Regions from separate parts of the Mus musculus genome. Here all the other regions are linked to region 7. A link is a contact called in public HiChIP or PLAC-seq, capture Hi-C and promoter capture Hi-C data. All regions are on one chromosome and are shown on one strand. Each heading gives the region's core, a stretch centred on a gene start, on an enhancer-like site or on the middle of the called end of the contact. The rest is flanking DNA. Distances are from core to core; before and after follow the strand shown. Region 1 holds the start of Guk1 (guanylate kinase 1). Region 2 holds the start of Trim11 (tripartite motif-containing 11). Region 3 holds the start of Arf1 (ADP-ribosylation factor 1). Region 4 holds the start of Zfp39 (zinc finger protein 39). Region 5 holds the start of 2310033P09Rik (RIKEN cDNA 2310033P09 gene). Region 6 holds the start of Fam114a2 (family with sequence similarity 114, member A2). Region 7 holds the start of Zfp692 (zinc finger protein 692).

Region 1 (3,706 bases), core at 972-3,471, 880 kb before region 7:
TATAGGAAAGAGACACTGGGGGAAGGGAAGTGAAAGAGAGGTTTAGGGTAGGGGGCTGGGGTGAGATGAGCAGAGGGAGCCAGGATGCCAGCCAGGGAGTCTGTACCAGGTACTTGGCATGCTGAGACAGCCTGTGGTTAGCATGCATTCTGTATGCTAACAGGCACCACAGCCATTTGTCCTGAGTGTCTTTGGGACCTGAGACCTGGAAAGGACATTGGCAAAGAGTCATGCTGCTTGTGATAAGTCATGCTGGAGGACGGGCCACCCGCAGCAAGCAGTCACACGATGGGAAGTGCTGTTGAGCCTTGGTCACCATTGTCCCGACCTACAGCGCTTGGCGCTTTTACCTCTGCTCACTCTGTTCTTTCCCTGCCCAGTCTTGAGTTTTCCCTCTCTCTCCAAATCTTTTCAAATTCTTCTTGCCTTTCAGCCTAAGAGAAGCCAATTAAATTAAAAACAAAGAACCTGAGTGCTCTGCTCTTCACAACCACTTCTGCAGTCTTAGCCATTCCGTTCAGCCTTCCATAGACTGCAGGGCACAGTCTCAACACAGCCTTATAGTGGTGGGACAAGACCAGATCCATTCCACCCTCCTAGAGAATATTCCCTCCCTCCCCTTCCCTCCCTCCCTCCCCTTCCCTCCTTCCTCCCTCCCTCCCCTCCCCTCCCTTCCTTGCTTCCTCAGAGGCACCAGAAGAGGGCATCATCTCATTACAGATGGTTGTGAGCCACCATGTAGTTGCTGGGATTTGAACTCAGGACCTTCGGAAGAGCACTCGGCGCTCTTAACCCCTAAGCCATCTCTCCAGCCCCCTGTGTAATATTTTTAAGAGTAAAATTAGGCAAAGATATTTCTTATAAAGTCAGTACATTTTCCAAGGAATCTCATGTGCACTTCCTTCACTGCCCCTCTAGATCACCTCGAAGCTCAGGACTTCTCTCCAAAAAAAGCTTTTGGAAAGAACTGATACTTAACTCAACTGTGCTGCCCACTTTACTGCAATTCTTTAATAAGTTTGTTTTATTTAAGACAGGGTCTCCCTATGTAACCTTGATTGGCCTAGAGCTAACTATGTAAATGGAACCTGTCCTGAATGTTCTAAAGGTCGGCCTACCTCTACTTCCAAGTGCTGACATTAAAGGTGTGTGCCACCACATTGGGCTTATTTTTCTTTTATCTCCTGAATTAAAGACAACTTCAGCATTCTCTGAGATCTTTGCCTTCCCGTTTCTTTCTTTCTTTTTTCTTTTTTGTTTAAGATTTATTTGTTTGTTTGTTTATTTATTTATTTATTTATTTATTTATTTATTTATTTATTTATTTATTTATTTATTGTAAGTACACTGTAGCTGTCCTCAGACACTCCAGAAGAGGGAGTCAGATCTCGATACGGATGGTTGTGAGCCACCATGTGGTTGCTGGGATTTGAACTCCTGACCTTCGGAAGAGCAGTCCGGTGCTCTTACCCACTGAACCATCTCACCAGCCCCTGCCTTCCAGTTTCTTGAAGTAACTTATTTAAAAAATACTTTGGGGAGCCACAATAGTACATACTTTTGTTTGAGATGGGGTTTTTCTGTGTACCCTGGCTGTCCTGGAACTTGCACTGTAGACAAGGCTGGCCTTGAACTCAAAGATCCATCTGCCTCTGCTTCCCTTGGTATACATCTTTTTATTACCGGCATTTGGGAGGTAGAGGTAGATGGCTCTCTGGGAGTTTCCAGACAGTCAAGACTACATAGTAAGACCCTATCTAAAAAACTAAAAGACTTAAAATTAGGTGTATGTGTCTATGTGTTTGGGTAAGAGTACATGAGTGCAGGTGATGCGCCTGCCCAACCTGAGTGCTGGGAACTGAATCTGGGTCCTCTGGAAGAATAAATAGCACGTGCTAGCCGCCTCTTGAAATGATTTAACAGTTAACCGGCTAACCCGAAAATGTAACTAAACGGATTCGAAGCTGACTTCTGATGTGTTCCTCTCAGGGTCTTTGTAAATTGGTAGGGTTTGAGCCTAGGGAAAGAAAGGAGGGTACGGAAAAGGGCGGAGTTTGGAGAAGAAACAACGAAGAGAAGTGGGCGTGGTCGTCGGGGAGAACCGCGCAGTGCGCCTGTGCATCATCGCGGCCCCCCCCCCCCCCGTTGGGCTGAGGTGTGGCTGTCGCTTGGGGGCCGTGACAAGGCGGGATTTAATGTGGTGTAGGTGGGGCCGGCGAGGGAGACGTAATGTCAGCGGGCAAAGGTGGGACGTGGCCGGCGCTGGTGCTTTGCGTACTCGGTGTGCGTAGCCATGCCGCCCTCCGGTGTGTTCCGGTGGGCCGGCGCGCCGCTGTGACGTAGTCCTGCGGGCGGTCCCTGATGCTGCGGCGCCCGCTGGTCGGGCTGGCGGTGGCCGCCCTGGGTCGGGTCCCCGCGGACGGTGAGTGCGCTGGTGGCTGGTTGTCTTCGGAGTGGGACTTGTGGCAGCATATTTCCCTTGCGTGCCGTCTCCATCTTGTGGGGATGCCGGGTGAACGTGTTTCTCGGGACCCCAGAACGACAGGGATGGGCACGCGGAGTCCCAGCCACCAGCAGATCGGTGCAGCATGAGCCTAGTCTGCGCTCTTCCTCTGTTCCCTACCCAGCCGGCGTCCTGGGTAGGCTCAAGCACATGGCTTTACTCCTGAGCCATTGCGGGCGTTGGACTTCAGTGCCTGCAGATGGTGCAGGCCCTGCAGACTATTAGGATTTGGCTTGTCCCGATTTGTTTTGTTTTAGAAAAAAATATTAATCTGCCTTTGGGCTTATTATTCTCAGGCATCGTTTTATCCAACGTGGAAGTGGGCGGGGTTCGTTCTGGTGGTGCCTGGAGGTGGAGCAGGTGACATTAGCTCCGCGGTATCTGAGGAGAGAGGGAGAAAGCAAGTAAATGACTGGTCAGCCTTTGATAGGCTCCAAGGAGAGAAAGAAGAATGCAGTTTGTTTCTGTGGGTGCTCCTTCAGTTCACCTTGCAGGAGGTCATAGGCTAGTTATGAAAGCGACTACTAAAGTTGTTTCCCTTTCTCGTCTGTCTTGACAAACACAAAATATCCAGGAAACATGATGTAATTGGAAAAGAAAAGGCAGAAGGGGATGTGAGAGGAAAGAGCCCAGGCGACAAAGAAGGAAAGTTAGAGTAGGGTTGAGCTCTTGGGAGGCAGCCATATGAGCAAGGCTTCTTGTATCCCTGACTCTTCTGGTTGGGACTTAATCTTCCCTGTCCCATCCTGTCCTGTCCCCATCCTCCCTGATTGCATGTGATGGTGTCTGTCTTCCTTCCTTCCTTTCTTTCTTTCTTTCTTTCTTTCTTTCTTTCTTTCTTTCTTTCTTTCTTTCTTTCTTTCTTTCTTTCTTTCTTTCTTTCTTTCAAGATTTATTTATTATCTATAAGTACACTGTCTCTTTCTTCAGACACACCAGAAGAGGGCATCAGATCCCATTACAGATGGTTGTGAGCCACCATGTGGTTGTTGGGATTTGAACTCTGGACCTCTGGAAGAGCAGTCAGTGCTCTTAACCACTGAGCCATCTCTCCAGCCCCGGTCCCTATCTTTCTTGATTCTGCTTCTGCTGGTCCCTAGTCTTCCCTGCCCTGCCCTACCCATTCCCTGCCTACACGTCCTGGGCCTCAGTTTCCTTTGCTCTACCCTGTCCCCCATCCTCCTCCACCGTTCAGTCTTCCCT
Region 2 (3,721 bases), core at 434-2,933, 670 kb before region 7:
CTCCTGGTTCCTGCCGATGTAATCCCTCCTCCGTCTCTTTGGTTCTCTTCTGGATACTACTCACTCATGGCCCCAGAGCCAAAGAGTGAACTTGTCACCAGGACCACGTAGGCCAGCATGGCCTAAAGAACCCCTCCCAAACTCTAGTGAGTGGAGGGATGGCTCACTGCAGGCCCACTGGTCACAGGGAAGAGCTATCTGCCCATTTCCTGGCGTTACCAGAAAGCAGGCTGTGTCCCCCACACCCAAACCTGCTCCTGTGCTGAACAGCCACAGATACCTAAGCGTACGCAAGACAGAGCATCCATTCTGCAGGAGGGAGACACCCTCTCTGCCATCAGCCTCCTATTTCACAATCATTTCCTATTTCACAAGGTCTCTTTCTGGTAACTCCACACCTTTTGGGATAAAAGGCCTAAGGGTAACTGCTTCTCTGAGCTTTTCTTTCTCTTTTCTTGTGTGAACCCCTATGCAAGAGAAACTTAGTGTTACTTAAGCTGATCTGTCTTGTCTGTTGTTCAGACAGTGAACTTAACAGGACAGAGGACAAAGGTTTTCTTTTTTGGCAATAGAGCAGCTTTAGTGTTGTCCCTTCAGGGCTTATCATGTCATTCGTGGAGAGATGTGGGTCTCTTTCAGCACCATTAAGGGGTTTGGTGGCAGGGGGGTAAACCTGCCAACCAATCATCGGTAAACCGGGTATGGACGAAACGAAATGAAAAATTACTGGGACGATCTCTGTTTATAAGCTTTTTAAGTTTATAAGTTTATAAGTTCACCTTTGTGCTAAAGTCCAAAGTAAAGGAGACTTGGTGCCTGGTTTATTCTGGTCACCCAAGTTCATGCAGTGATGGGGACACACTGGCAGAGTATCAACTCTGACACAGGCCAAACTGTTGATCTGACAGCGGGCCCCTTCACAAGCTCTCCAAGCTGAGTCTGGACTGACTACCAACACCCGGTTTTCCCCAGAATGCACGTGCATCTCATCCTGGAATAAGACAGGCTACAATCCCGACCCCGTCACAGGATCAAGTTAACTGTAACTCACACTTCCTCAACTCAGGGCAGGGCAGTAACGGGACATCCCTTCGCACCGGGCACTGGCCGGCTGCACCCAATGGAACGCACCTTGAGGTCGTCCGCCGCCTCCTGCAGCGGTCTCACCCGGTGAGTCCAGTGCTCCGAACGCTCGCAGATGGGGCACAGCAGGCTGAGGTCGTCGCCGCAGAAGGTGGTCAGCGGCTCGCGGTGCGCCGCACAGACGCCCTGCGGGACCGGAGAAGGCGGGTGCAGGCGTCGTGCCATTTCTGCCATTTTGGCGAGCGGGCGGTTGGGCCGTAGGTTCCTCTGCGCCGACAGCTCGCGACACTCGGGGCACGCGTATGGGCCCTCGGGCTGGCCCCAGCAACGTCGGATGCACTCGCGGCAGAAGTTGTGGCCGCAGTCGGTCATCACCGGGTCGGTGAAGTAATCCAGGCAGATGGCGCAGGTGGCCTCCTCCTGGAGGTTGGTGGACAAGTCTGGGGCAGCCATGGTGCTGGCGTCTGCGCCTGGATCGAGCTTTTCGTGGTGCACCGGGATCGGGCAACTCCGCCGCGAGAGCGCAGTGGGAACGGGCCAGGAGCAGGTAGCGGCACTCTCAGCCTCCTGGGTAGTGGGTACATCCGGCACTAAGCTCTCAGACTTCCGCCGGAAGAGAAACCACAGCGGAAGCAGGAAGCTAGTTTTTATTATTTTTTAGAACCCGTTTGTTCTTGGGTTGGCCGCTGTGTATCGGGGCTCGGGGTCGGAATCGAATTATAGTGCAAGAGATCGCATTTTCGCCTCTCTTGCGGTGACAAGTCTCCGCAGGTGGTGTCCCCGCACCCCAAGATCCGGATGCTGCAAACTTTGGCCATGGGTTCTGTAGCTAATCTCTTGTGCACTGTGTAAACCTTTCTCCGGTCAATACAATGGCCAGTGAGCTTAGGCAGGAAATTAGAAGGTGTGATGCCTGGAAAAGAGAGGGGCCGGGGTGGATGCCGGGATCGACACCGACGCAAGTTTGGCCCCAGAACGCTGATGGAGATAGCAGCAAAAACTGAGAACCAGGTAACCAGCCACGTGTGGCAGAACTTAGAATAACGGGATGATTATGCACGAATCAGGAAACAGTCAAAGCTTATGGTGGTGACCGTCTGCGGCCACAACTTCTGCCGCGAGTGTATCTGACGTTGCTGGGGCCAGCAACTTAGAAAAGTTGTGGACAGCGAGTGCTAAACTAGAAAGCCAGGCACGGCTTCTCTCCCGTAAGATTTCCCGTAGCGGCGGGCTGAGCGCTTGAGCGGCCGTCTATAAGCAACTGGGTAGCGAGCCGGAACGCACTCCAGCCTGCGTCTGCAGCGGCCCGGGTCTAGCACTCCCGCGGCTGCTGAGTCAGGCAGCGGCCGGCCACGAGCCTCTGGCGTGGCCCGCAGGCGAGCAGCTTCTCAGAGCTGCACGAACCAAGCGCAGTTTGCGATCCAGAGCTGGGGCACATAGGCCTGGCTTTCAGCCGGTGGCTGCAGGTAAAGACCTAAAGCCATTCTCGAGCAGCAGGTCGGAAGGGCCTGCAGAAAGATGGAAACAATGGGGGCAGCCTCCTGAACTGAGCTGAGGGGTTGAAGTTAGCCACCGTAGACACTTGCTGGTCTGTGGAGCCTGCAGACGCACTAAAGAACAAAAGGAACATTTTCCCGCAGCGGCTATGGGACTAAAAAGCCCCAAACTTCTGAACCGGTAAGGTATTAAGTTTGAAAACAATAAAAGAGGAAAGAGACTAAATATAAAACATCGTAGACAAATATAGTTTAAGTTGGTAAATCGAAGTTTTTAAGGAGATAGAGATTAAAGGGAAAATATCTTCTATGATAAAAATGGAAAGAACTCAGTGGCACAGGGCATCTAGAGTCTGTATAATTTTTGCTATAGTTATCAGCATATAAATAATTTTTTTCAGTAACGATAACAAATTTTCTATATCTTTTTAAAGAGAGATCAAAAGAAAGCAAACTTAGATAAGGAGAAGACTGGAAGATGTAGGTTACAGGCCTTAGAAGAAAAATTAGAAAAAAATATAAATAAAAATTAGGAAAACTCTAAAGTAGTAGAGATACGACGAGAAAGATATCTGAAAAATGAAGACAGGTCATAGAAGAGAAATTGGAAAGATTTATAAATAAAAATGAAAATACTAAGATAGTAGAGCTACAAGAAGAAGAAAATATAAAAAATGGAGATGGGTCTTAGGAGAAAAATTAGAAAAAAAATTATAATTAGAATTGAGAAAGATACTGAGATAGACAGGGGAAAGAAGGCTAAAACATTCAGTACCACCTTGGAACAAGACTGAAAAGGGCAGTCTACATCTGTTAAAAAACCTAAAATGATTTTCCAGACTTGATAAAGGAATTGGGAGGAGATGAAAGAAATTCACAGGGTTATCAAGAATTTGAATGGCAACTTCTAGAAGCACAGGATTTTAGAACGCTTAAGGAAGCAGTAATGAGCTATGGCTTACATTCACCATATGTAATAACTGGGCCACACAAAAAAATCATATAATTCCAATCAAATGGAGAGATTTGATGCCAGCCATCTTAAAGCCTGGCCCTCAATTGCAATGGCTGAGGTGGAAAGATGAGGCTTCCGTGTGGGGCAGTGAAATAGGATGGAGGTGCTGATGGTGTCGGCCATCAGT
Region 3 (3,797 bases), core at 177-2,676, 920 kb before region 7:
CTGACCTGGGGAGGTAGGAAGAGCCTGCCTAGGTAGGTATCCACTTCAAATGTATCATCCATTACACATGTGGATATTAAATATCTACAAAGGCTGTTTAAAATTTTAACTGACACAAATAATTATTTACGGGGTACAGAGTGATGTTTTGAGCGGGACTACAATGTACAGTGGTCACATTACAATAAACAGAATGACTACCACCCTGTCTCCATTTTTTCATAATTTTAGCCTTTTTAGGTACAGAAAGGGAGTTTGGTTCTTGACTATTAGCCTGCGGTTTTCTGGACACCCCATCTCTTTGTCGACTTATCCATGAGGCTAAGACAGGCTTCTGGCATGGCTGGAATCACAGGTCTCAGGAGATGTCCTGCCATTTCTCCAGGGTTGGTGGCAGGCAGCGACACCCAAGGCTTTGTATAAACACTTGCTGTGTGTTGAGGGTGAGAGAGAACAGGCAAGCACCCCCATAGACGTTTACAGAAGCAGCATTTGAAAATGGAGCCCTGAGCGATGGAAAGGGATGTGTTAGGGTCAAGAAGGTGACTATTGCATCGAATCCTGCCAGGCTCAGCACCCACAACTCTGGGGAGAAAGCTCTGGAGGTCTCAACCCCCAAACACAGTGAGGATGCCCTGTACCCTGTGCCTGGACACAACAGTGGCTGAAGCAGGCCCTGGTAACAGAACTGTCTCCTGCTAACTCAATAGATAGGGCTCCAGGCTCAAAAGAATCTCCCAGGGCCCTCAACATCTCCTACCTGTGGGACTTCTCCCAACAGCACACGGGGTGGAAGAACTGGATAGGGAGGACAGAGCCTGGGCCTGATTCCTGCATCGATGGGGAGAGTTAACGGATTCCTCCTCACCTGCACCCTGAAGGAGGCCACCCCATCACTGCCTCTCAGGCAGTGCTATGCCCATGCAGGTGTCTGGTCCTCTCAGTCAGCTCTGAGCGTGCACACAGGTCCAAGACCAGTGTGGAGACATGGTGCTTGTCTGACATTTGGCCTGCGCCTCTTCCCACTTTGGCCATCTGTCGGTCACATCATTCTCTTCAATTCCAGGGCCCAGCTGGAATATCAGAGACCCTGGGGTACTGTGAGAAGGACATTACACCTCCTAGGGCTGACACGACCTTCCCACTCTGACCTTGGCGCTCTAGAACGCTTACTGGCCTCAACCCCCGCATCCGCGGAATGGGCTGGAATTCCGCAGGAAGGCGCGCGTGCGCACGCGCCGGCGGACACGGAACTCCATACACCACACCCTTGCTCGTTCTAGTGCCGGGAGCCAGAGTGCTAGCCCGGGACCCGATCCGGAAACAGAGCGACCTCGGCTCCGCCCCGTGAAGGCTACAAAGTGCAGACGCGCAAGCGCCATCCGTGTGGGGGCGGGGCCCTCTGCGTGCCCGCCCTCTTCCCCCGGCGTGCCCCGCGGCAGGCGCTGACGTGGCTGCCGTCAGCGCCGCCATCTTGTGGGAGCGAAACCAACGCCTGGCTGGGAGCAGCCGCCGCGGAGGTGAGACGCGGGGCGCGCTGAGGCCGAAACTGGGGAGGCCGCGGGCTGGTCATCGTGGGAGTCAAGGGGGCGCTCAGCTGCGGCTGCTAAGGACCGAGTCCGGTCGGGCGGCCTGAGGTCTATGCTCAGTGAGCTCGGCGGCAGGCCGGACAGAGGATCGGGACGCCCCGGAGTCCCGCGTCGCCCACGGCCGCTTGGCCCTCCCCCACTCCGCGGCCCTTACGCCTGCCTGGCCGCCCGCCGCGGGCCGCAGCCCGGAAGTCCGGCCAGGACGCCGGCTCTTCTCCAGGAAGCCAGGTTTCCTGCTGTTCCTCTCTGCGCCTCTCCTAGGCTCCACGGCCCGAGAGCCTGGGAGCGGGGAGCAGGGTTCGGGGGGTCACGGGGTTTTCCTTCTTAAAGGCTAGCCGGCCGCTTCAGATACGGCATGAACCGCGGGCTTGGGGAAACTGAGGCTCGGGTGGCCCCGAGACGACGTCAAGGTCACTCGGGTGGCGAGGTCTTCCTCTTCTGTCTCTCGAGTCCGGTTCCTGTCGGCCTGGAGGACCGAAGTTGTAGGAAGGGGGAAGGGAAAGGGACAGGTGTCGGACAGGGGCTCCGAACTGCGGATCCAGGTGCTGGGATTTAACACGCGCATTTGCGGATCTCGGGGGATACCAGAATACCCACTGTGATCCCCAATTAGCCGTGATTTGGGCCCCGAATATCGTCGGTGAGATCTGCATTGGGGTGCCGATGGCCCCCGGAGGGGTTTGAGCCTTGTTTCGCCTCTTGACCGGCTCCTTTATGCACTTTTGGGTGGATTAGAAAGGCCATTCTGAATTGGAGAATCTTTAACCTGCCCATGGAATAACCCGTTCCCGGCCTCTGAGCAGTCCGCAGGTACAGAGACCAGGTCCAGTACACAATTCTGGCTGTCCATTTAGGGTGGTCGTGCCATGTCAGTTTGTAGTGTAGGTAGCTACATATGTTGTATGGTCTAGCTACATAGAACAAATGCAAAATGCTAGGGATTCTGTTCACATCAAGAAGGAATTCTCCCATTCAAACAGCAACTGGCTGCTTTGTCAGGAAAGGAAGGGTCAGCTGCTCTTGGTCCCAGAAGTCATTGGAGAGCCCAGTAGTTGATGCCACAACCCATGTTGGAGTCTTCTGTTGTAGTTCTTGTTTCACAACTAGTGGTCAGCAGTTTTTCCTGCAGGCTGATTCTGGTGGTTTCTGCCGTGTCTGTCAGAAGACTAGTGAGGTGCCATGGTGCTTTGTGTGCTGGCCTCGTGTCTCTCCTCTGTCTTAGCCAGTATCCACAGTGCCTGACATAGGTGACTATAGTGTCCTCACTTTTGAACTTTTAGCAGCACTAGCAGAAATAGCCTAAACTATGAGATTTGATGCACTGTGTTACTACCTGGTTTCTCTGTTTCTCCAGAGAGTTGTGTGGTGTAAGGGCCAGTCACAGATGTGTGAACTACATTGTCTTCTGTGGCATAAAGGTTTCCCTTATTGGAATGTCTCTCACTTATCCTTAGATTTGAAAATGGGTCTGAGTCACTGGATCACCACACTGTTCTCTTGCTTGTGAGGCAGATGTACAGAATTGCTACTTCAAAAAGGTTTAGGAGCTAGATGGTAGAGTGCTTTTCTAGCCTTCGTGAAGTCTTGGTTTGGATCTCTAGCACTGCATACAAGGTTTAAGGCAGTGTGAATAACAGCTGACTCATACTCAGTCTACTCATCCTGAAAGGAAAGTAGCAGTAACTAGTTCTGTGGCCCTCACACAGCTGTGATTGTAAGTCATGCATCTGGGACGTCCACTGTGCCCCTTGCCCCTTGTAGAACGGATATTCAGAATCTTTGCTCCACTGGGCTGCTTCCTCTGCCCAGGACCAGACAGGCTTCAAAATACCTTTTCTTTTTCTTTTTCTTTCTTTCTTTTTTTTTTTAAAGTAAAGGTAAATTAGACCAGCAGTTGCTGTGGTAACCCAGTGTCAGGCAGCCTAACCAAGAGAAAAAACTTGTTGTGCAAGTTCATGCAATAGCTTGTCACAATGCTTTGAAATTGTTTGGTCAATTTTTTTTTTCAGATTCTTAGAATTAAATGTTACATTGATGTGCAGGGTTTTTCTGTATAGCCCTGGCTGTCCTGGAACTCCCTCTGGAGACCAGGCTAGCCTCGAACTCAGAAATCTGCCTGGGTGTTGGGATTAAAGACATAAGCCACCACCTCCTGGCTCTGATATACAGGTTTAAATCTACTCGTAATCACAAAGGCTGTGCTGCTCT
Region 4 (4,192 bases), core at 101-2,600, 600 kb before region 7:
CCAGAGGGGCGCCAAATAACTCAATAGCCACTTCCGCAGACTCAGGGAAGTGTTTGAACTGACCGAATGGGAAATTTACCTAATGCCGCTGGTGGATGGGGCCTGGGGGGCTGAGAGGGGAGGCGCTGAGCTATCCGTGAGTCAGAACGCCAGTCTGCTGCAGATGGACTGGAGGTGAAGGATGGGTCCCAATATGGCTCAGACCCCAAGGGGGTGCACAGACAGGAGGAGGAGCCTCTTCAGGTCAGGACACCATAAATGTTACAGTTCCGAGGGGAAAAGTGTCCTGGCAGATGGGAGCCAAAGAACAGCACAAAGTCACACCACACAACAAACCTCACAACAAGAGATTTATTCGGACAAAACACAAGTAGGTAGCTGCCTCTGCTCTGGAAAGAAGTAGCAAGGAGCAACGGAGCTGGAGGTGGACTTTTTAAGGGGTTTCTTGGGGAAGGGGGCGGGCACAGAGCTTTCCAGGATGAGGATTGGTGGGATTTGAAGTCCGGATCTTGGGGCAAGCTCAGGGGTTGGTGAGATTTGAAGTTCTGAGCTTAAGGGTTTTTTTTTTTTTTCTTATGGGGCGGAGCTTAACCTGCAGTTTTGGCCTATAGAACGTTTTGTAGGTGGAGCCTAGTGGTTGGAGGGCCTCAGGGGCAGGGCCTGGCCACTGGGTGCTCTTTGAGGGGCTTATATTTCCTATTAATACAGTCAGATTAATTTTTCAATGTGAATTCCAGGAAAATTTAAATGACAATGTGTGTCACATTTTATTTGTACTTGACATTCTCGTTAACAGATAGTTTCTATTTGATTTCTGTCAGCTTCTCTATTCAAAAGTTCTGGGGCCAAAGATCAAAGACAAAACACACACACACACACACACACACACACACACACATACATACACAAGAAAACGTTATTTGAAATTTAAAAATAATTGTCATCGTTTTCTTTACATTTGTGAATAATATATTCCTATGTACAGTTCATAATTCACATGACATAATTCACATAATGAACTAAATGCTAATCTCGTCATCCACCTGGAGTGAGCTTTACCTTCGGACAAGGGGAGCATAGCGGTCAACTCATGTAATCTCAGCGCTTTGGAGCCCAGGCAGAGGGACTGCCATGAGTTCGAGGCCAGCGTGGGTTTGTCTTGAAAAACAAAATACAAAACAAAACTGAAAATATTTCGCAGCAGCCACTTTTTGGGGTAGTCTGCCTTTCTCAAGTCATCGATTGGTGCTATCTGTGGCCAATCAAGGCACGATGATGGGGCGGGGACTGAGGGGCGGTCCAATCAGGAGCGCAGCCCGGGCACAGGGGCGGGCCTTGGCGGGTTCGCTAGTTCGCGGGGGCTTTGTCTCGCGCCATCTTTACATTTGATCGGTCAGTTGAGCTGGGGTGTCCGGGTGCCTCAGGCCAGTCAGCTGCCGGAGGCGGACGGGGGCGCCATGGTGAGTGCTGCCCGCAGGAACCGGCAGGGTTCCGGTTTCCTCCGCTTTGCCCTGTGCAGGCGGTTCGGCTCTGCGAGGCCTATGCAGGGCTGAGCCCACAGGCTGTCTCCCTAGGTCTTGACGTGGCTGAGCCGCCACACTCCCTGACTCTGCAGGGACACTTGTCCTCAGCCGCACTCTTCTCTTGGTCCAGACTCCGGTGCCACAGCTGCTGTGTCCGGTGTCTCACTGTCAAGCAGTGACAGCCCTGGATGCTGGAGCAGCCTGAGGTGTGGCGTGAGCCTGGGCTGGGGCATCTCCTGGCCTCCGCATTATCAGCAAGGCTCTTACTGTACTGGCTTGTGTGGAGAGTGTAGTGAGAGAGCACGTGCAGCGTCTCTCTCTTCCACACTGGATTCACGTCCTTTGCCGTAATGATGTATCTGCTCCCTATGGCTCTGGAGACACCTATTTGTGAAGTGTATGTACTTGGTAACCAACTGTCAGCTCGATGGGATTGACTGCTGCCTACATTAAAAACACACTCTTGGCTGTGTGAGGGCCGTTCCAAAGGTGACATTCCAATGACTCTGGCCTCATGAGTAGATTAACCCCTGCATTACTGGTGGGGCAGAGTTGTAGGAAGTTAGTCCTAAGTGTGGCTGTGGGTATCAAAAGAATCTGTGCCCTTCTTTACAATGGGGCACAGAAAAATTTCAAACTCCATTTAAAATCCCCATTTCCCCTAACATCGTAAAATCTCAAATAGAACTCAAAACAGTTAGTAGAACAAGTCAGAATTCCTGCCTCTTTGACTGGTCTGTAGCTATAATTTACATTATATACCACGGAATCTATAAGTTTCAAGTTGATACTCTTGGAAGTGTCTTTCTAATACTATGTCATGTGGAAGGAAGAAACTTAAGTTTTTATAAATACTGTAAATGGTATAGCAAAGCTTGTGTCAGTACTTGGTGTGTTGTGATATTGTCTAACAATTGTTTTGAAGCATTTTCCAGCATTTACTTTTATGACAGCAGAAAGTTTGAATTGTGTACTGGGGGCACTGCATTTGCCAAGAGCACAAGATGACAGTGACTCCTTTGCTGGAGACGAGAGTGGGGTGTTGTTCCTTTGAATTTTGCTTTAGTTCATGTGTGGTTGCAGTGTGTCCGGCACAGAGGTGGCTCTAAGTCACTCACATGGCATCTCCAACATTGCTTTATAGAGGAACTTGCAGCCTGACAGTGTGGAGAACTCCTTGAGTCAACTCCCCAGTCGATGTCTTGAAACTAGAAAGCGTAAGAGAAGCTACAAGAAGAGGCCAGTCACCTACAGTTACTGGAGACGGACCCAGCGGAATAGAGCAAGAAAACACAAGGCACCAGTAAAGGTAAATGGGGAACTAGAGAAGGTCATGTATGTGCGTGTTATCTTCCTTATTCCCTTGCCTTATCTAGAAACAGTGGTATGAAATTATAAGTATGCAATGTACTCTTTATTTAAACATGATTTAGTGTAACACACCATAGCAATCAACAATTGAAAATCCACAAGAGTGCCGTCCAGATGGATCAGTGGGTAAAGGACTCAGTCCTGACGACCTGAGTTAGATCTCCAGGACCCTTATGGTGAGAGGAAAGAACCAGGTCCCACAATTTGTCCTTAGACCTCTGTATGTGATGGAGAGATACAACATTGTGCTTGTAATTAATGTCACACTTGATTAAAATAATCAGCATTTCTATTTCCTGAGACTAGAAATAAGACATCTCCATCCTCACCGCCTCTGTTGTCACTGTCCTAGAGGTACTTTCCACAACCTTTGGCAGCAGCCTAGGCAGCACGACTAAGGGTCATGTAAATTGGAAGGAAGAGGGTCATAACCGCATGCGTTTGGAGATGAGCTGGCACTCCGTTCATTACAAATAGGACCCATGAAAAAGTTGAGCAAAATAACAGGGGTCAGAAATAAAATCAACTGTGTTTCTCTACACAAAGGAACAGTCCAGAAATGAAGCTGAACAATTCCAGTAGTTGATATCAAAAGCAGAATATTCAAAAATATTAAAAAAAAATCCAAATCTTAAGAAAGATGTTACGTCTTGATTGTGGAAGACTAGACTATATGGTTTGTTTTGGGGTTGTCAGATGTGGCCTCTTCAGATTCCCTCTTGGCTCAGGGGGGCCTGCACTTGCGTAGGAGGAGGTAGGGATTGTGTTTTTGTCGTTTACGTCATTACAGATTTCCTCAGAATGAGCCCTACACACTCAGATGTGTGTTAGTGTCTCCACTGCTATAGTTAGAAGAACGAAGTCCACAGAGGGGGCATCTGAAAGTGGAGCGGCAGGTACTGACCTCCCACTGTCCTTACTCCAGGACCCCATCTGCTGGACCAATGGGTATTTAAAGAGGGGGATCTGGGATCTGAGGCCCTGAGCAAGGAGGCTGGGGATTCCCTGGTGTGAGGGAAGGCGGCTCTGAGGAGTTGTATCTGAGCCTCTCCTGTGGTCCCCATGCACACGCTCTTTGGTCAAGCCAAGCTAAGTGGGAGATTGTAAATCCGATCATTTGGATTGACTACAAGTAGGTATTTGACTTTTTCCATCAGAGGTAGGGATGGCAAGCTTGCTGTGGACAGATTTATATGGCCAGGCTGACCACTAAAAGCAAATGCCACTTTATCTAAGATAGGGCTCATTGAAGGTAACTGGTTAAAAGGATGCTAATCCCTGACCTGATGGGACTAATG
Region 5 (3,656 bases), core at 674-3,173, 900 kb before region 7:
TGTTCCCGCTTCCTCTTAGAGCAGGGAGAGAAGTCAGAATGTCTCTGGTGTCTGGGCCTACAAAGACAAGGACAACCAGACACTTAAAGGGTCCCTCACCCTGCCAAGCACCACACCAGGCCTGGCTAGCTTTGCCTCCCATTTCCTTAGTGTCCCAGGTAGAGTTGGGCCTAGCCTACCGGGGAGGAGAGGGAGATGAGGAGCAGCTGTCAGCCTCCCTCTTATGTTCTTTGTCTTTCTTCTTTTTGTGTTTCTTGTGTTTCTTCTTCTTTTTCTTCTTTTCTTTCTTGCTTTTCTTATGGCTCTCTGCACTGCAAGAAACAATACAAAGGATCCGAGCTTGAAGGACTCGTGTCTACTCGACTGTGGGGTAGTCTCACCCAGCAGGGAAAGGCAGACTAGAACAGGATCCATTGTGCACTGATAATATCTACATGTCGGGAGTTCATATTTATAAATGAGCTTATTAGGCTCCATGGCCACAAAGATGAGTGCTGGAATGCTGCCAACCTGGTGAGCCTCCTCTCTCCTTGGAGACAAGTTCTCATTATGCAGCCTTGTCTAGCTTGGAACTCACTATTTTACCTAGGTACAAAGTTGAGATGACACAAAAGTAGAAGTAACCAGACACACGTACCAGCTTGTGAGAACTCTGAGAGATCAGCCTGCTGTCTACCAAATGCTGGGATTAAAGAAAGTTGTGTGCCGCCCACCCCACAAGCACCTCCCACCAAACTGGCCAGTATCATGGTCCTGAGCGTCACCCTGCTGGGTCACCTATGGCAGCTACTGAGACTCCAGCCCAGAGATGGAGGTCCGCCTACTTCAGTCAAACTAAGAGAGCTAAGGCAGTCTGCCCCTTTATGCACAGGGAGGCAGACTCAACTTACTCCGGTTCGACCTTGTCCTCAGCGCGAGGCTTCTTCCTGGGAGCAGTTGGGGCAGTGCTTGGGCCTTCGCTGTCCACACGGTGGTGCTGTATGACATGAGTAGCCGTGGTGAGGAACACCCAGGGAATCCTGCCCCACATCTCAGACACCTCTAAACCCCAGGATCCTGTGCATTGGGCTTGACAGGGTTTACCGTGAACACTGACAGCCCAAGTTTGGCAGCCTCTTTGTCTTCTCGGGATAGCGCCACACGGCCCGCGGAGCCACTGCAGGGGACAGAGCATTTGAGGACAGTTCTCAATCACCGCCCAGGCCTACCCTGGACTCCCCAACTAGCCTAACCTGGCGCTGCCCAAGCCCAGGAGCCGGTCCACGCCCTTCTCCTCGGGGTCTCCTCCTTCCCGTTTGCAGATCTCCACGAAGTCCTGCGAAAGCAGGGTAAGATAGGAGGTTCTAGGCCGAGACAGACGGACCCCCCCACCCCCCCCCAACCACCCCGCGGACCTCGAACCCATATCTCAGACTCACCTCCTTGCTCAGGCCGGTGGGCTGTTTCCTCACGTTCTTGTAACCACTGCGAGCAAAGGTCAGGAATGCTCATCAAGGGTCTGGCCCCTCGGTCCCCTTCTTTCCTGTGCCCCGCCCACATCCAGCCCCGCCCCAGGGCCACCCAGATCCCGCCCTCGGGGCTTGCGGTCGCCCCGCAGACCAGGCACTTACAGTGCGGCCAGCAGCGCCTCACGCTCCGCCTCGCGCACGGCTGCCAGCTCTTCCTCACGGCTCGGGCCGGTACACGGCGCGCGGTCCTTCGCGTACCAGGTGAGGTCGCGGCCCTTCTGCCAGCGGCCTACTGGCGCCATCAGCGAGTTGCCCAAGTAGTTCTCCCTCTGCTTGTCAGTCTTCACGTCCTCCCAATTGAACTGGTCTTGTCCGCCACGCACGCCACCGCGATTGGAGCCGAACATGGCGCTGGAGCCACTGCACAGCCTTCAGTACCCGCGGTCTCTAGTCGGACTTCCCGCAGCACTCCGGACGCACGCCGTGACGTCACTCTCGCGCCCCCGCGCGCGCCTGCGCTCTCGCTAACGTGCCCGTGCGCCTGCGCACTGCGTATCCGAGGGCCTTATCAATCAAGATCCTCTTTCTAAAGGGCGTTCAGGGCTTCTCTGGCGCATCCTTCATCCTAGTGCCACGTGCGCCTGCGCAATAGCTCCTCAAAAAGGCGGCTGTGCTATCCCACCTGATAACTCTCGTGTGAAGGAATCTCGGTGGAAGGGGACACTACAAAACCTTAGTGACACCAGGAGGGGCCGGCCCCTTGCTTTCTGGAAAGCCAAGAATGCTAACTCCAAAGGTCCCGGGTCACTGTTGAAACTAAGTTAAATAATGGCAAACCTTCACGGAACAGAGGGACAGATAAAGTCACCAAAGAAACATGGATTCACTCTTCCATGCTCTGGGTGACAGAATATGCGTATGTGACATGAAAGCCAAAGCATCCCTAAACCAGAGCGATCTGTGTTCTCTGCAGGTGAAGCTTTACTGGGCAATTTACTGAGGCTGCGCCTCAAAATGAACAGAAACTGAGCTACATCTTAATGACAGATCACTTGCTTAACATGATGGTCTTGGGTTTCATCCCTAGTCTGAAAAAATACCCATCCTGGAACTCTCTAGCATCCCAAATAGACCAAGACAGCCTCATTTTTATGTCTTCATCCTGAACACGTTGAGTACCTGCCACAGCTTGTGAGGCTCTTGGTATGAGCCCTGAGGTCATGGCCTGGCTTTAGAGGACACAGTTGGGACAGATTCCTCAGAACAAGATCATACTCGGGATGAATGGATGGTCCCAAGGGGAGCTGCACAATAAAGTGGAAACGTATCCTTTATTTGCCTGATGTAATTGTCATTTCTGAAGCTTACCGCCTCTGTCTGCTAACCCAGGCCTTGTCCTGGAAGCTTCTAGCCTCCATACAATCTTATCTTGGCCTAGAATGTTTTCAACCTCTGAGACCTATTGCTGAATAAGCTCACCCTTTAATGCTCTTCTGAACTCTATCTAGCTGGGTGGTCAACTCAGCTATTCTGGCTCAGACTCCTCCACACTGAATGATTCAAATTGGCTTCTTCCAGCTTCCCCCGAATTGCTCTGCTTGGCCTCATACGACCTTTGGTATTATGTTCTAATCTCTGGCTCATTTTCTGGCTCGTTCTGTCTTCACCTGGCTAGTTTGTTCTTTCTCTGCAACCTGTCTCTGTACAATGGTCCCAGTAAACTGCCCTCTCCTATTCTTTCCCCTAAGTCACTTCTTTCCTCTCTGTTCTCATGAGAGATAGGCATATCCTATTCTGTCAAATCTCCCTGAGTCACTGGAAATCACTTTCAAACATGGGTGCTTCTTTCTAACTAAGTTTACCTTCATTGGGATTAAAGGTGTGTACTAAGGCTGAGGCACACAATTAGAAATGTTTTTTTCCAGTAAACAACAAAATCTGCAACAATAAGGGAGCATCGGTCAGTCATGTGGGCCACAGCAAAAGAAGAGCATACTAGCCGTCTCCTAGGAAAGGTCTCCAGAAAGCCAGGGAGCAGCTTCTGGGCCTTCACCTTTAACCAGGCCAGGTATGCTTAGGACACGGAAGGTCGAGCTGCATGGTCAGATCACAGAATGCATACTAGGTGACGCTAAGGAGGAGGTGGACTATGGGTCTGGGAGGTCACGGGACAAATGTCTAGAACGGTTCTAAGGCCTGTGCATCCTT
Region 6 (4,103 bases), core at 1,387-3,886, 790 kb after region 7:
ACTAAGCCAGAGCCAATTAAATGTTGTCCTTTATGCTTTGGTTATGGTGCCTCTTCCCAGAAATAAACTCCTAAGAAACCATCCTTTTTAGAGCTTTGTCTAAATGCCAGTATCTGACTTGTATCCTTTTTTGGCACAGCAGTGACTGGAAGCGGGTGGCAGGATGTCTGAGAAACGGGCTTAGATTCAGGACCTTCCCACCTCATTTTCTTTCCTCTGTAGTCTGAAATTAAGGAAGTTGCCACTGTATCTTTAACTCAGTAGATAAAGCCCATCACGGTAACCCCATACACAGCTTAGAGGGAATCCACTGAAGCCTTCCAGTTTTGTAACGCCAAAATTATAGGATTATATAATTTAGTGGTCAGAAGAATGGGCTCTGGAGTTACACGTACCTGGTCCTTGTTCTGAGTGAAGCCCAGTCTGGAAAAGCCTTTGTTTTCACATCTACTGAATGGGGTTAGTAACGGTAACAATCCTGGAATGTCTGGAAGCATGCATGGATGTAGGTACATTACAAATACATGCTATTGTCATTATTACACTTTTTAAGATACTTTCCAGTTAGGTCCTACTGTATCTGCCTAGATCACAGTCCTTTTACCCCATCTGGGTACCACACTTATTTAAATCCAATCTAACCGCTTGTGATATATCCAAATACTGTCTTTCAAAGAAAAACAAAATCTATTAGGAGACTTCTCACTATTTAGGAGATAAGCTTAAAACTTCAGATAGCAGTTGTAACACTCTGGGAGTTCAATATGTAGGAACAGTGCACACGTGCACAAACTGCCTGAAATAGTTTGTAATTTGGTATGGTCTTAAGTTGCACCTTTATCACTTGCTCTGATGTGCTCGAGGCCGCTTAGTTTCCATATCTGGATGCTGATTCCATTATCATCCCCTTCTTTGCCTAGAATCATACAATGTTTCCAGTCCCCACACAAAGCTTCAGTTACGTGTGTCTTACTCTCTACTGTCTCTAAACTGTCTTCAACCTCACATTCTGGTTCTAGTTGTTCCTTTTGCTTATCATTTCCTTTCCCCAGTAACAGCTTCCCATGAGAAATTAGAGAAACTGTGTTTCTGAGAAAGGTCTCATGTAGTCCAGGCTGGCCTCGAATTTGCACTCCAAGGTAAACTTGAGCTCCCCTCCTGCCTGTACCTCCATCTGCTAAATGCTGGGATCACAGACCTGTGCCAGTACTTCACCTGGAAAATAATCTTTATAGAAATGTCAGTTATCATTTAGTGACTTACCATTTTAAAGCTACTTCTTTTTTTGAGAGTAGTTTTGATTTCTTAAATGGAATGTACTGGCAGTAGTAATCTATTTAAACAAAACTCTTCAAAATTCTTGGTAAGTTTAAGTGCAATGGACTCTAAGACCAAAATTTTTCAGAATTGTCACTATAATACTAATGGCAACATGTAAAAGACAAGACAGTTACTAGTGGCCCAAGATACATTCCTATACATTTTTCCTTTACAAAAGAAAACCAGAAGAAATCTTTTTTCTGGTTTATTTGTTGGACCAGACGTTTTTGTTTGTGACAGGATGTGGTTACTTAGCTCTGGCTGGCCTAGAGTTCACAATGTAGCCAAGGCTAGCCTTGAACTTGCAAATCTTCAAAGGAACAGGCATTTAGTAAGGTCGTAGAGAATATCAGCATACGGAAATGTAAAGAATTACTATTGAAAGTAAAGTCAAACATTTGAAGGGTTTTAGGAAGTGGCAGTTACATCTGAACACTGATGTAAGGGATTGAACAGAGGAGGGGAATCTGTTCCTTTTTTTTTTTTTTTTTTTTTTTTTTTTTTTTTGTGCTCAGGATCAAACCCAGGGTCTTGCACATGACAGGCAAACGCACTCCCACTTAGCTATACACCAACACAACACAACAGCGAGACACTCGAAAGCAAGTCTTTAGGGTTTCAGGTGCCCCCCCCACCCCATATTTTAACACAATTTTGCTTAATGTCTTCTTGGATAAACTGCCCAGGGACAAATGAAGCGATGCACTGCACATCTAAAATTACAAATCAAAAGCATATCACTCTCCTGCTTAGAAACTATCAATTACTTCCCATCGAGTTCCAAATTTTAAGTCAAACGCCTGGTCACCGACCTCACAAAGACCCAGTGCCCAAGTTCTCCGCCCCCCCCCCCCCCCCCCGTCTCCCTTTACTATTTATTCAAAACCTCTACTCCTCCTCCCTACAGGCAGGCTTCCCCCTTCTCACTTCCTCACTCAGTTCCGTTCCATCACCGCATTTAAACTTGGACGAAAGCACTTAACTACCCCCTCAGATTCCGTTGTTTTGATGGTGGTGGTCTCCCTTCCTCACCACCTTTGCAGTGAGCTGAGAGCAGGGCCCGCCCTGAATTCCCAGTTTGTGTCCCGGATCGTCGCTGGCCCTCGAGTATTCTGGAAATACCTCATGGCGGAACCCCGACACCCACACCCAGCCTTCACGGAGGGCGGACATCCTGGCATCCCCCGTGTCCAGCTTCAAGCATCCTTTACCTCTCAGGAAGCCACCGGAGCAGCGGATTCACTCACCTCTCTGCAGTCAGCGCCTTCCGCCCTAGAGGATGCTTGACCCGGAAGTACTCCTCGACGGCGACCCCGCCTCCGCGCTGAGGTCAGGAGTACTTCCGCGACGGTCGGGTCGGATCGGCGAGCGAGCGGCGGTGGCCGCGGTGAGGGGCGGTGTCGGGGTTGTGGGGCTTCCGGGTGAGGGCGGCGAAGGCTGGGGGGTCTCGGGGTCACGGGTTGAGGGGCTGCAACGCTTCCAGCCATGTTTGGTGGGCTTGCCGGCCGAAGGGCTGGAGAGCTTGTTTACCTGAGGCCTGGGGGTGGGACCTGCGTGCGGACGTGCGGAGACGAGAGACCCGCCACGTTAGCTGGGGAGTCGCCGCAGCCTGCAGCTGGGGCTCCCTGTCGCACGGACCGGCGGCAGCGCTGACCCCAGGCTCGGCTTCCAGCTAGTCAGCCACGCCAGCCACGCCGCCTCCGGGTAAAGGCGATGGTCACGCGTGTGCTCTGGGCATATTTGTGTCTCGACTGTGAGGCGCCTTGTTTGACTTCTCCAGTCACCTGGATTGTTCTCCTCCAATCAGGAAAAACCATACCCGGAAAACATTAAATAGTACAATTCCGTATGTCTGGTATGTGTTTAATCTTACTTATAGGAACGGTGGAGAGGGACATCACCACTCACGAATCTTGTCTCCTGACTCAGCCTAAACTCTTGGCACGTCCTCGATGCTTATTAAAATCTCTATTGTGCAAGTGAAATAATAGGGACAGCTGGAGTTTACTAATCGGAATGTTCTAGTTTCATAAAATTTAAATGAACGTATGCAATATGTGCGTTCTATTTGCTTACATAGAGCAAATCGAGAGACTATATATTATATGTTGTAACTCGGAGAAAGAAGAAAAAGGTAGCTCTAAAACAGTGTCTATACAGCTGCAAGAACACCTTCTGAACTTTGGGCAAGCATGTCGGTGTCTTTTTGTTAGATCAGCCTTTGGACTGACAGGGGCAGAAATTGCCTTACATATCTTCTCTGTCTCCAGAACTGGGTCCATATGCAAAAGGTTCTTGCCATGAATAAGTTAAACGAGTTATTTTTCTATTTTTCTGAGTTAGTTTGCATGGCAATTGGTACTTGTGTATGGAATTTTTTTTTTCTATGAGTTTTTGGGACAGTTTAATATATGCATATCGTGTACCCATAGAGTCTAGGCAACACCTTTTTTTTTTTTTTTTTTCACGTGGAAGAGGTTTTATTGGGAGGGAGAGACAAGATGGCAGCAGAAAAAGAAGAGGAGAGGAGGGAGAACACTAGGCAGCATATTCTTGGTCTACCTTTCTAGCCTGTCACCCTTGCTTCTTCCCTAATAGAGACATGACTCTAGGGGATTATATCATGGCTCCCTGACCTTTCTTCTGTGCTGTCTCCATACCCTTTGTTTGTTTACCTTCCTGTTGCTGTGATAAGATACCCAGACAGAAACAAGGAAGGCGATCTTATTCTGAGTCACAGTTCGCTTGTCCAGTGGCAGGAAGGTCACGTAGGAAACTGGTCA
Region 7 (3,984 bases), core at 155-2,654:
CTTTTTTTAAGCATTCTTTTAAAAATATTTTATTTGTCATTAGCTTTGTATATCTGTGGGTGTGTGCACATGAGTGCAGGTGCTCCTGGAGGCCAGGGATGTTGGATCTCCCTGCAGCTAGAGTTCCACACAGTGAGCCTCCTGCCATGAGCACTAGGAAGGAAAGGAATTTGGGTTCCTCTGCAAGAGCAGCACACCACCCAGCCATTGCTTCAGCCCCTGAAGAGTTTGAAGGGATCTTGTTTTTGTTTTCAACCTAGATGCACAGTTGTTTGTTGTTTTGGTTTGGTTTAGAGCCGGGACAAACACACCCAAAGGTCCCAAGGCAAAGCTCCTTTCCCACAGGCATGGCAGCAGGCTTATTTTGGGCTTGTCCTCTTCCCGAACCCAGTAGGAGCTTCTGATCCATTTCTCTTGAGACATTCAGTCTCTAGGAGGCGCCACTACCTGTTAACGTCTTTTACCTACCTGCACAGAGGACACAGCCTGAAGAAGTGTACCTGCCAGAGAGGAGCTTGGTGTCAGCTCAGAGCCAACCACCCTCAAGTCTCCGCACTCACACACTTACAGGGCCAACCCTACAGACCTCCCATTCGCTGGGGCTAGGAGGGGAGGAGCAGGCCCACCCTGCCCAAACGAGAAACCCAAGGCTGTAGGAACCGGCTTGGGGCTGTGTCTCGGTGCCCTCCTTGGTCCCTCCCGGCCCCTAACCGGTCCAACAGGAACTTGGCGAGCTGCGAGTGCAGGGAGAAGCCCAGCCGCTCCTTGAGGAGGCACCACTGTTCCATGTGGCCGCCCAGGCGGATGCGGCACTTGCTGCGGCGCGCGTCCAGCTGCCTGCGCTTCTCCCGCCGGCGGCGGGATGCGTCTGCCACCGGAGAGGCCATAGACGTGCGGGCCTACGGGAGGAACGTGCTGTCGTCGTCGGGGCTTTCGGGACAGACACAGCCCCTCGCTCCGTCTGCAATGAATGGGGAGACCATAGTGCCTCCGCAGCGCTCGCGCCTCTCGGATCCAGCCACCCCTTCTTAGAGCCAGGGAGGACACTTGGAACACGGGGGTCGCAGGCAGGGGGAAAAGACTGGAAACTTGCTCTCCTTGTCTGGAGGCGGCCAGGTCTGCGTGCAGCCGCGCCTTGGCCTTCTCCCTGCCTCCCATGCAGGGGAAGCCCACCCAGCAATGCTAGGACACCGGGCCAACCCTCGTGGGGTCTTACCTGCACGCCCCAACCCGCCTTTGCCCAAACTGCGCCTGCGCTCCCCGGACCCGCGTGCTCACTCCGAAAGCCACAGAAGGACCGGGGCCCACCGCGCGCGCCGCCGCTGTTTCTCTTTTAAGAAGAAACCGTCCCCCCTCGGCGTCAGGAGGCTACGGCCTGGACTTGCAGCGGGAAGACAGCTGTCTGCGCCTGCGCCCCGGGAGCCCCGTGCAAAGCCTGCCGGGAATTGTAGTTAGCCTTAGTCCTGAACGACTGTCTGGGATTCTGTCGTCATTGCTCCTTCTATTAGCATCTCTGCCTATCAGTTGCCACCAAGCAAACGCGAGCTGCAGCATCCGCCAGCTGAAGCCAACTAGAGTCCTTTCTGAACCGCGAGACCACCCTCCAGCTGCAACCTATAACCTGCCACCATCCACACGAGAAGTTGCCTACACTTTGTACAGACTCTGATTTCACATCGTCTACAAATGGCTCTGATGGAGTTATTTCTATCAAGAGACTGCAACGGCACTTGTCAACGGCACAAGTTTTTTATTTTCTGTTTTGCTTGAAACAAGGTCTCATGTAATTCAGGCTGGTGTCCAAACTCACCATGTAGCCAAGATAGCCTTGACTCCTGCCTCCACTTTTGAAGTACTGAGATTAAAGGCCTGCACCTCTCTATGTTGCTAAATGAAGTGACCAATTCTGTTGCCTCTCTGCCCCAGAATGGAGAAGAGTTTAGCTCTCTCCTCTTGCCACACATTCATCTCACTTTCTTCTCAACTTCACTGTCAGACTAGACTTTGTCTGCTCCTGGTTTTCTCCCGCTTGGCTGGATCCTCTTCTCTCTTAGATCCTTCTGTTACCAAAAGATGGAATGGACTAGGCTCAGGTCCCTGGCAAGCCTCTCTTTTAGGTATGCTCTTGGGGGGGGGGGGGTGATGTAATTAGATCACCCATTGATTGATGTTTCTGGCTACCCTTTTGGGATTCCAGACTCCTTTGACTGCCCAGTTGACTCTCCATGGTTAAATGGCTTAATATACTTCATGTTTATAAAGAATTTACAAGTGCCTGGCACAAGGGAGTCCACAATGAACAGCCTTAGGGCTCAAACCTCACTCCAAGTCACTTGCACTACTGACTGTTTTCTGTAGCAAATCACTACAAACTTGACAACTCAAAACAGCAGAAATTTACTCGCTTACAGTTTTGGAGGTCTGCACCAAAGTGCTGAACAGGGCTACAGGTCAAGCAAGAGCTCTAAGAGAGTTTTCTCCTTGCCTTTTTTATCTTCCAGTGGTGACCAGCGTTCTGGGACTTCTGGCCATATCACATAAGCTTCTGACTCCACACAGCCTTGCTCTAGTGCAACCCTTCCTCTTCTTTCAAACACAGTCCACTTGGGTAATCCAGAGGACCTCCCATTTCAACACCTCAAACAGTTATAACTGCAAAGTGTTGGCTACAAAAAAAAAGCAACTTTCACATATTCTAGTAGTTAGAACACGGATGTTTGGTGAAACTATGTTTCAGCATGCAGTATGATCATCATAGACTGTTGAGGCATCTCATCAGAGAAAGATGCTTGCTGAGCAAGTCTGGGGCCTCAGTTTAATCCCTAGAACCCAGCATTAGGGTGGAAGGGGGAGAATGGCCTCTAAAGTTGTCCTCTGGTCTCCACAGACACGAGGCATGGCACTGATGCTCACACACGATATGTACGCACAAAATAATTTTTATTTTTAAAGATGATCACCACATGTGGTGGCACACACTTTAATCCCAGCACCTAAGAAGCAAAGGTAGAGCCGGGCAATGGTGGCGCACGCCTTTAATCCCAGCACTCGGGAGGCAGAGGCAGGTGGATCTCCTAGTTCGAGGCCAGCCTGGTCTACAGAGTGAGTTCCAGGACAGCCAGGGCTACACAGAGAAACCCTGTCTCAAAAAAACCAAAAACCAAAAAAAAAAAAAAAAAAAAGCAGCAGCAGCAAAGGTAAATGGGTCTATCTCTATGAGCTCCACGCCAGCCTGATCTGCATATCAAGTTTGCCAGGGCTACGAGAAAGAGAGAAATGAGAATTAAAGTAAAATTAAACTTTAAAAAAACTTATCTTCATGAAAAAAAAATGGGTTTACAGTTAAGAGTGTGTCTTAGTCAGGGTTTCTATTCCTGCACAAACATGACCAAGAAGCAGTTGGGGAGGAAAGGGTTTATTCAGCTTACACTTCCACATTACTGTTCATCATCAAGTTCGTCAGGACTGGAACTCAAGCAGGTCAGAAAGCAGGAGCTGATGCAGAACCATGGAGGGATGTTCTTTACTGGTTTGCTTCCCCTGGCTTGCTCAGCTTGCTTTCTTGTAGAACCCAAGACTACCAGCCCAGAGATGGTCCCACCCACAAGAGGCCTTTCCCCTTTGATCACTAATTGAGAAAATGCCTTACAGTTGGATCTCATGGAGGCATTTCCTCAACTGAAGCTCCTTTTACTGTGATAACTCCAGGTGTGTCAAGTTGACACAAAACTAGCCAGTACAGAGTGCTTACTGCTCTTGTGGACAACCAGAGTTGGTTGCCAGACCTCATACCAGACAGATCACAGCCACCTTTAACTCCAGCTCTAGGGGATCCAACACCTTTTTCTGGACTCTGTACTGCACTACTGCACTTGTACCCACAAACTCCCACACAGACACACCATATATATATATATATATATATAATATAATGTATAAAAATATATTTTTATATAAAATATATATAATATATTTAATATATAA

The links. Promoter capture Hi-C pulls out the DNA fragments that hold promoters and counts their contacts. HiChIP or PLAC-seq counts read pairs in DNA pulled down with a chosen protein or histone mark. Capture Hi-C pulls out chosen DNA fragments and counts their contacts.
Region 1: a promoter capture Hi-C map of embryonic stem cells shows a contact between it and region 7, with 2.6 times the contacts expected there. The contact joins the promoter of Guk1 here to the promoter of Zfp692 in region 7. A contact is called at or near these places in 4 of 39 promoter capture datasets (cranial neural crest, embryonic stem cells, frontonasal cranial neural crest and 1 more), 4 of 484 Hi-C or Micro-C datasets (the N1E-115 cell line, cortical neurons and embryonic stem cells) and 6 of 115 datasets of contacts at active chromatin or transcription factors (astrocytes, embryonic forebrain, embryonic stem cells and 2 more).
Region 2: a contact with region 7 is called in a promoter capture Hi-C map of neural stem cells. The contact joins the promoter of Trim11 here to the promoter of Zfp692 in region 7. A contact is called at or near these places in 11 of 39 promoter capture datasets (the 3T3-L1 cell line, the C10 cell line, cranial neural crest and 7 more), 13 of 115 datasets of contacts at active chromatin or transcription factors (acute myeloid leukemia, bone marrow-derived macrophages, embryonic hindbrain and 7 more) and 2 of 9 other capture datasets (embryonic stem cells and macrophages).
Region 3: an H3K27ac HiChIP or PLAC-seq map of extraembryonic endoderm stem cells shows a contact between it and region 7, with 7 times the contacts expected there. The contact joins the promoter of Arf1 here to the promoter of Zfp692 in region 7. A contact is called at or near these places in 7 of 39 promoter capture datasets (the C10 cell line, embryonic stem cells, hippocampal neurons and 3 more) and 5 of 115 datasets of contacts at active chromatin or transcription factors (embryonic forebrain, embryonic hindbrain, extraembryonic endoderm stem cells and 2 more).
Region 4: a promoter capture Hi-C map of pancreatic islet shows a contact between it and region 7. The contact joins the promoter of Zfp39 here to the promoter of Zfp692 in region 7. A contact is called at or near these places in 6 of 39 promoter capture datasets (the 3T3-L1 cell line, the C10 cell line, cranial neural crest and 3 more), 1 of 484 Hi-C or Micro-C datasets (B cells), 10 of 115 datasets of contacts at active chromatin or transcription factors (T-cell acute lymphoblastic leukemia, astrocytes, bone marrow-derived macrophages and 5 more) and 2 of 9 other capture datasets (embryonic stem cells and pancreatic islet).
Region 5: a promoter capture Hi-C map of neutrophils shows a contact between it and region 7, with 4 times the contacts expected there. The contact joins the promoter of 2310033P09Rik here to the promoter of Zfp692 in region 7. A contact is called at or near these places in 6 of 39 promoter capture datasets (cranial neural crest, embryonic stem cells, hippocampal neurons and 3 more), 4 of 484 Hi-C or Micro-C datasets (CD4 T cells, cortical neurons, embryonic stem cells and 1 more), 6 of 115 datasets of contacts at active chromatin or transcription factors (astrocytes, embryonic stem cells, forebrain and 3 more) and 1 of 9 other capture datasets (adipose tissue).
Region 6: a capture Hi-C map of macrophages shows a contact between it and region 7, with 10 times the contacts expected there. The contact joins the promoter of Fam114a2 here to the promoter of Zfp692 in region 7. A contact is called at or near these places in 5 of 39 promoter capture datasets (the C10 cell line, cranial neural crest, liver and 2 more), 2 of 484 Hi-C or Micro-C datasets (LSK cells and bone marrow-derived macrophages), 5 of 115 datasets of contacts at active chromatin or transcription factors (astrocytes, bone marrow-derived macrophages, extraembryonic endoderm stem cells and 2 more) and 3 of 9 other capture datasets (adipose tissue, liver and macrophages).

The regions. Positions count from the first base shown.
Region 1 is chr11:59,190,467-59,194,172 of GRCm38.p6, reverse strand. It overlaps Guk1 (guanylate kinase 1), which reads left to right and starts at 2,221. Exons shown (of 8, transcript NM_008193.3): 1 at 2,221-2,422. The coding sequence starts at 2,362.
Region 2 is chr11:58,976,055-58,979,775 of GRCm38.p6, reverse strand. Trim11 (tripartite motif-containing 11) reads right to left here and starts at 1,683. Exons shown (of 6, transcript NM_053168.2): 1 at 1,132-1,683. The coding sequence starts at 1,536.
Region 3 is chr11:59,225,896-59,229,692 of GRCm38.p6, reverse strand. Arf1 (ADP-ribosylation factor 1) reads left to right here and starts at 1,426. Exons shown (of 5, transcript NM_007476.3): 1 at 1,426-1,520.
Region 4 is chr11:58,901,383-58,905,574 of GRCm38.p6, reverse strand. Zfp39 (zinc finger protein 39) reads left to right here and starts at 1,350. Exons shown (of 5, transcript NM_011758.2): 1 at 1,350-1,460; 2 at 2,668-2,832. The coding sequence starts at 1,458. Gm12257 (a long non-coding RNA gene) reads right to left here and starts at 1,229. Exons shown (of 4, transcript XR_879896.2): 1 at 1,060-1,229; 2 at 80-286.
Region 5 is chr11:59,206,628-59,210,283 of GRCm38.p6, reverse strand. 2310033P09Rik (RIKEN cDNA 2310033P09 gene) reads right to left here and starts at 1,923. Exons shown (of 7, transcript NM_024210.2): 1 at 1,611-1,923; 2 at 1,419-1,464; 3 at 1,233-1,315; 4 at 1,084-1,156; 5 at 891-976; 6 at 180-311; 7 at 1-57. The coding sequence starts at 1,855.
Region 6 is chr11:57,517,177-57,521,279 of GRCm38.p6, reverse strand. Fam114a2 (family with sequence similarity 114, member A2) reads left to right here and starts at 2,636. Exons shown (of 14, transcript NM_026342.3): 1 at 2,636-2,707. Mfap3 (microfibrillar-associated protein 3) reads right to left here and starts at 2,615. Exons shown (of 3, transcript NM_180599.1): 1 at 2,568-2,615.
Region 7 is chr11:58,304,489-58,308,472 of GRCm38.p6, reverse strand. Zfp692 (zinc finger protein 692) reads right to left here and starts at 1,404. Exons shown (of 12, transcript NM_182996.3): 1 at 1,217-1,404; 2 at 712-961; 3 at 469-500. The coding sequence starts at 887.